Regions from separate parts of the Gossypium hirsutum genome. Here region 1 is linked to region 2. The links are chromatin contacts, called in public Hi-C maps. All regions are on one chromosome and are shown on one strand. The core of a region is the stretch at or near the end of the contact, and the rest is flanking DNA. Distances in the headings are between cores, read along the strand shown.

Evidence for each region. A called contact is a pair of places that touch in the nucleus more often than the background predicts.
Region 1: a contact with region 2 is called in a Hi-C map of leaf, with 2.7 times the contacts expected there. The contact joins the promoter of LOC107893476 here to the promoter of LOC107893490 in region 2.

Annotation. Positions count from the first base shown.
Region 1 is chrA13:105,629,651-105,633,354 of Gossypium_hirsutum_v2.1, reverse strand. LOC107893476 (serine/arginine-rich splicing factor RSZ22) reads right to left here and starts at 1,540. Exons shown (of 6, transcript XM_016818479.2): 1 at 1,427-1,540; 2 at 1,078-1,209; 3 at 887-975; 4 at 71-305. The coding sequence starts at 1,166. It overlaps LOC107893477 (exocyst complex component EXO70A1), which reads left to right and starts at 3,371. Exons shown (of 2, transcript XM_041085583.1): 1 at 3,371-3,624.
Region 2 is chrA13:105,468,326-105,472,341 of Gossypium_hirsutum_v2.1, reverse strand. It overlaps LOC107893490 (ubiquitin carboxyl-terminal hydrolase 26), which reads left to right and starts at 2,763. Exons shown (of 15, transcript XM_041085576.1): 1 at 2,763-2,997; 2 at 3,551-3,647; 3 at 3,773-4,016. The coding sequence starts at 3,568.

The DNA.
Region 1 (3,704 bases), core at 291-2,790, 160 kb before region 2:
ACAGATAACAGACTTCAATCAATCATAAAGATAATCAAAAGATAATCAATGTTAGCATAGGAGGCCTTACCTGCGACCATAGCTTGGGCTCCTACGATATCTAGGGCTGCGGCTGCGATGTCTTCCAGAACCACCACGTGTGCGGCATTCTCGAGCAAAATGACCAGGCTCACCACATTCATAGCACTTCAAATCAGAACCACCAGAGCGTCCACGACCGCCACCGCCACCACCACCACCTCCGCCTCCACGTCCACCTCTGCCTCTAGAGTTATGAGAAAGCTCAACTCTCCAGCCATTCTTGCCTGTTCCAAATACAGGGAATAGATTGCGACTCTCAAACTAAACTCATGCTCATTAAAGATGCCATTATGAAAAAGAAAACAGGGGCTTGCTTTTAGATGGATGAAAGAGATAAACACTATGATCCTGCCAACAAATTTTACAGACTGCCGCATTAATATAAAACTAAACAGTCAAGAACAATAGAAAAACAAATTGTATAGGGAAAAAAAAGCCAATTACATATTTTATTTGGTCAGGGTAAAGACCAAAGGTCTTGAGCAAATATGGGCAACATTTGCAACATAGTTTGTGATCTAACAGCATAAACAAACTTCCTCCACAAAATAGACATGAAGATGCGGACATGGAAAAATATGTTCTTTGTAAAGCTCATCTGATTCTGAATAAACATAGACTTCAAGGGGCGTACCAAAATTATAATTTTCATTATAAATCTTTCTTATCAATTAGGAAAGAGAAACCCCATAACCAATGTGTTATCTTTTATTACATGAAAGGCTAGTATTCACAGGTAACTAGACAAAACATTTAGGATGCAATAAATGTCATCTTCATAAAAAAGAAGAAATTGTTGGAATACCATCTAATTCACGAATGGCATCCTCAGCATCTCTGTGATCATCAAAGTCAATGAAAGCATAACCAGGAGGCCTCCGAGCAACCCATACACTAAGGGCGGGAAAAGAAAGAACATCAAATGAAAAGGTCAGCATTTGGAGTATTATGAAAACCCGAATCATGTTAAAAGCAAGAGAGCAAACAAGGTTATACCTCCGAATAACTCCAAAGACACGAAACTCATCTTCAAGATCCCGCTCCGAAACTCGTGGGTCTAGGTTACCCACGTACACGCGAGACATCGTGTGTGTTTTTTTTTTTTGGGGGGGGGGGTTCAAAAGAAACCTACGAAATAATTCTCACGTCATTCATGTTTCAATTCAACACCCAACAAATCAACCAGAAAAAGGGTGTTCCCAGATTTTATATGTATGTATATATATCAAACAAACCAAATCAAGATTCAGAAAATATAAAAGAAACTTGAAAATCAAATTAATTTGCAATTCCTGACGATATTTAGAGAAGGAAGAGCGAAAAGATAGAGAGATCTGAAGCTCACCCTGGTGAACTGCGCCAAAGCAGAAGCAATAGCAGTAGCGGTAGCGAAATCAGCTGCTTCGGCTTTTTGATTTTTAGGGATTTTTTTTAGTATTCTGTTCAATGGCTACTACCCTTGCTTTCATAAGGGTGTTTTTATATTTGGGTTAATTCCATTAAACTTCCTCAAATTATGACTAAAATTTTAAATTAGTCTTTAAATTTTAAAATATTTTAATTGAATCCTCAATGTATAAGTATCCTATTAATCAAGTCATTCTGTCAGTCTAATTATTACATTTACCATTATATGTCAGCTCAAATCTACTTTAAAGGAATTTTAAAATAGAAGATCAAATTGTAAATATGTGTACCTATTTCAAGAACAATTTGAATTTAACATATTTATATATAATAGTCCTCTTAAATTTTATTGACACTATCTATTTTTTTAACAAATTAGATCGAAATTATCTCTAAATATCCTCACATCAGACTCCAATTGACATTCAATTCCTAATTTTATAGCTAAGCTACAATATTAAAACATTTTAAAATTTAAGGATTAATTTAGAATATAAGCAATAGCCTGAGGTCATATGATGGAATTAACCATTATATTATCCCAGATTTTGGAGGGTCTATTTCATCATATGAGATCCAGTCCAAAACAGTATTGGGTCCATTCTATCCTTGCTTGTTATATGGCTTAAAACTAGTATTCAGCCCATAAAAAGATTGCACCCATTGCAAAATTAAAAAAAAAAACAATCTGAAATGTAAAATAAGTACTTACTAATATAAAATTAAAAATTACCAATCAAGAGAGGTCCTTGGTTTTCAGTATCCAGATTCGAGAATCGTGCACAATTATATGTGTAGATCTCTAAATCTTATCATGTGCGATTGTTATAAGTAGATTTTAATTCAGTTAGTTCAGTTAATTTGTTGATTTTAATGTAAATTATATTAGCTTTTAATTTGTTTTTGATGTAATGATTTAATTCTGCATTGTGACTACTAAGGTAATCCATTTGTAACAGTTTGATACTTGTGGTTACTTGAACTTATAGTTATACTTTAATGGCACGTTTGGTTTACTGTAATGGAATAGAGTTAGAATGAAATAAAGTTGTAATCAATAATTCAATTGTTCTATTGAATGGAATAGAACTGTAATATTATTATGGTGTTTGGTTGAATAGAATAGATATTATAAAAGCATAAAGAAAAAAAGTTGAAACGATCGGAGAACTTTTAACAAAATATTTTTAGTTAAATGATTATTGTTATTGTTATTAAAATTTAATATGATTATTATTAAATATAATTTAATAAAAATAATATTATATAATTTAATAACATTCTTAATATAATTATTTTATATTAAATTACATTAAAATATTTCGAACATTTTATTTTTATATTTTTCTGAGTCCAAAATTTAAAGGATAAATCTAAAAATTAATTTTGTTAATTATTCAATGTTGTATGAAATAACTATTCTTTAACGATACCAAATAATAACTATTACGGGAGGACAAAGAATATGAAATGAGTATTACGTTTAACTAAACAAATAAATAATTTACCCTTTATTGAATAAGGGGAGACTGCTATTCTATTCCCCAACCAAGCATGGCGTAATTGTATTATACTTGTTATGTTTTCAAAAGAAATTTAGAAATCAATAATCATTTATTTAAATTTTTTATTTGTAAGTTTTAACAATATTAATATATTTATTTTATTAATTAATAAAAATTAAATTTACGATAACTATTAAAATCATATACGAATAAAAAATTAACGCGTGTTAACATGGAAACAATCACCTTAAATATTTTAATAAAAAAATCCATTAAGAACTCAATTAAATATTTTTAAAGTTGAAGGGTCAATTTAAAATTGGAGTTAGGGGCATTTATAAGAATTAACCATTGTCTCTTTATCTCCGTTGTATTTTTCACTTCTTCCCATAAGCCACAGCGGGGATAGAAAAAGTCGTTCGTCATTTTCTTAAGCTAGCACACGTCTACAGTGCTTCTACGTCTTTTACTTTTTATACATTTTTATAGATCATATTCCCTTTATTTTACTTTAGGGTTCTCTTTTTCCGATCTTTCTTTGAAATTTGGAATCCAGAACTCACCGATCCAGCTCAGCTTGCCGGTTCAACTCGACTCTCTCAACCAACTACTGTTCTTCTCCATTTACGAAGTGAGTTGTTCTTACTCGCTTTCTCCCCACCTACTTTTCGTGTGTGTACTCTTTCCCTTTTTTTTCTGAGGGGGTGTTAA
Region 2 (4,016 bases), core at 1,514-4,013:
CTCGTTGTAAGCACCACAAGGGGTGGAACTTGCATACTCTGTCAAACCTTTCTCTACCCGTTCCTTACTAGTAATGAGACGTTGACGTCCCACCAACCAAAGGAAATTCCTAACATGTTGTGGACCTAGAAATTTCAAAATTATAGTTCAAAGATGTTCGGTTGGTGCCAAGAATTTCCATCCCAAAAAAGCATATGCAGAAGGCATGGAAAACTAGCCCGACTTAGTATGCTTTTTTACACAGACATCTTTCTTTACATTTCTCAAAAGTGGCCGAACCGCCGCAATACAAAGTAAAATATCATTACTAAGTAATGATGCAAACTCTCCCCACCGCCAACGTCTCTTTGCATCAGCCATGTCAGAAACCAAGACTGCCAGATTTAAAGATACATGCTCCAAACAATAATTATTTAGCGATTCCAGCCTCGGGCCCAGGTATCAAACCAAAATCAAACCCTCCTCCCATTATCGATCGACCAACAAATTGAATTTAGTAAATGCCGTCAGATTTTAGCAATGCATTTCCAAACAAATGAGCTACTTGATCTCTTAATGAACGTAGGCCTCCCCTCCCCCATTCAATATTTAATTCTCATTACTTGCACCAGTATGGCATGTTGATTCGAAAAAAAATTATATCCAATTTCAAAAGGAAAGCTTTGTTCTGAAGACTCAAATAATGTATTTCCAACCTACCTTACTCATTCTTTTTTACTTTTAACTAATTTTTCTTTTAGGCTCCGTTGTTTCACGTAAAAAAACTTTTACGAAAAATATTTTCACCATTTTTCGATGTTTGTTTCATGTAAAATAGTATGGTCAACGTAAAAAGTTTTCCAGTCAACGTAAAATTACCCCATTATTCTCTTATCCAAATTTTTTTTGGTAATATGTTTTTCAAATTTATAAGGCTTTGTTTACCAAAATGTCTTTGGACATTTTGCAATCAACCTTTGCTACGGATTAACATAAAACATATAGCACTATCAATAATCAACCAATTCACATTCAATTAACAATTTATACAAAATTTATAATCTATTCAATTTAGTCCTTAAAATCGAGACTAACATATTCAATTTAAAGCTTCAAATTGGATTCTGATTTCACTATTATACATTAGGGACCTCCCATTTATTGTTTTTATAGTCATTTTTACATTTTATTCAGTTTATTCCTTAATGTACTAAACTATCAATTAAGCTTTACAATTTAATCCTTCTCACATCTAAGCATAAAATCTATCAATTTAACACCTAAAACTTCAAGAATTCAATAATGAAAACTTTCTAAAACATTAACAGCTTTACAAATTGGTACATGAGTTAGCTAAATCAAGTTCCCATGACCTCAAATCTATAAAAATTCAAGAAAACAACCAATGACTACTTGAATTTCGAAGTTAAAAGCTTGGAGCCTTAAGAATGGCATATCCCTAATTGTCTTCATGTTTTACGATTTTACCATAGATTTGAGCCCCTTTACTTTACTAATTGAATAATAATAAATTAGCTTTTATTTAATTTTTGTTCTACTTTTTTTTTGAAGCTAATTTATTATTATTCAAACAAATGTTTTAGTTATAATGTGGTGTACTACTAATTATGCACTCGGGTAATATTATTAATTTAATGTTATATAGTACTAATTATGGTTTGGAAGCAAATTTAGTATTTTTAATCTTTGTTTTTTTTGTGTCTTTATAATACAATCAGGAATCATTTATTCGCTTTGATTGTTTTCAATTTATGTATGTTAGTGTTCTAGCTTAATAATTAAGTAATATTATATATTTAATTTGATATATTTGTATATTATATTATATCTATTAATATATGCAATAACAATGTAAAATATAAATTTATAGATATAAAATAAACTCAATTAAACAATGAAAATATAAGAAAATCTTAAATGTATATTTGTTTAATTGAAAACAACTTTTATGAAATATTTTCAAGAAATCTGACAAATAACAGAAAATATTTTACACAAATTCGTCCAAATACTAGAAAATATTAGTTTTTCTAGAAATATAAGTCATTTTCCTAAAGCCATTTTCAGTGAAACAAATGGAGCCTTAATTTTTATAGGTGATTTAAATCCTAAAAGTTTAGTTAATTTATGGTTGTCCACAAATTTTGAATTAAATGATGTTATTAATAATAAAAATAGAAATAGAAATTAAAAATATCATTAACAATAAAATATTTATATTGAGAATTTAAAATAAACTAAATAAAATAACAATTGAAAATGATTTTTTATGATTTTATATATTATAAGTCAATCAATTTAAATTTATAATAATTTATAATATTTTCTTAAAAAAATTCTAATAATTATAAATTTTATAATAAATTTAAGCCGATTATATAAGTTATTTAAATTTAATGTAATTTTATTTTAAAATTAAAAAAAACTTTATACATCATTCCTCAAACCTAAAACATATAAATAACTTAAATATAAAATTATCTCACTCAATATGATGTGTATTAAATTTAAACTTAAATTATTAAATATGAAATAATTATTATTTGAAAAAAATAGAAAAGCCGAAATAATTAAAATAAAATTGGCTCGAAATTAAAATAATTCAAATTTAAAATTTACTTAAATAATTAAAAAATAACTTGAATTTCAAAACTGGAATTAACCAAACTTAAATTAACCATATTTAAAACAGCCCAAGTGACTGTTCTAATTACATCAAAATTATATAAATTTAACTTCTAATTGTTAGTATTTTCTTCAAATAAAATTACAAATCAAAAAAGATTTTTTTTCCCCGAAATTTCCTTGAAAAATTCCCGACCCACTCTCTTCACATCCCCCGCCAAACAAGCCTCTCACCACCACTCTGTCCCAGCCTCGTCTTCTCTCCCTCCCATTTTGCCCCCGTCCCTCCGCCTCCTCCGCCGCCTCCAGTCTCCTTCTTCTCTTGCCTTCAAGTTTCCGGCAACCTAGCTAAAGACCAGAAAATTAAACAAGGTAATTTTCGAAACCCTAAACTTAACTTGAAGATTGATTTCAACTCCGAGTTATCCGATTTTGTGGTATGGCTCGGTTTGTGTTCTCTGGTCTCTGCCTCTGCCTCTGCATCACTCTGCTATATTTGATTTTTTTTTTGTTTTCGATCCTACTCCTCGTTACTCTGTCTCATCATATTCTCTCCCTGTTTACTTCGGTGAGAAGAACTTTTTTTGAAAGGTATCGATTTAGCGACTCCGCTATTTCCCGTTACTCTGCTATTGGTGGCCGTGATCCGCCGCTATTGACGTGAAATTTGTTCACACCGGTATTGAGGTTTTTAGCTGTGTGGGACGGCGAAATAGCGGCCGGGAGACCGTTTGCTAACAAATATATGCTGGGTGCTGTCCTAAGATTGGCTCTTTCCGAGGATAATTGATTCTATTTGGTCCTTTATGAGGATGGATTTAATGCTCATGCTCAGAGCCTGAAACTCTCAATTAAACTTGCAATTTTGCCTTTTATTCCTTAAACAACATTATATGACCTAATCTCATTTTTGTGCCCACAGCAGGGTCGGTCAATGATAAAATGAGCCGACCAACAACCCGTAGTAAAAATAAAAGACACAGACAGGTGGAGAATGATGATACAACTACTGAAATATTAAGGTACTAGCTATTTTTTATTTAAGACTCAGTAATATTTTATTTGTTCTTTTTCCTCACGGGGGTGCTTGGGAAGCTGCTAAGCTTTATATTGGTGTTCTTTTTGAATCTTTCTTCCCCTTGTGCAGGAAAATTCACCTGACAGGTGAAATAACTGATGATGATGTAAATCAGCTGTACATGATCACAAAACCGGTTTGTCAAGGCTGTCGTGTGAATACTAAGGACGACCCGAATTGTTTTTGTGGGTTGATTCCACCTCCTAATGGCAGTCGGAAAGCTGGCTTATGGCAGAAAATGTCGGATATTATTCAAGCTCTTGGTCCAGATCCATGTAAAGATCTCCGTGCTTCTGCTTACTCACCTGCAGGT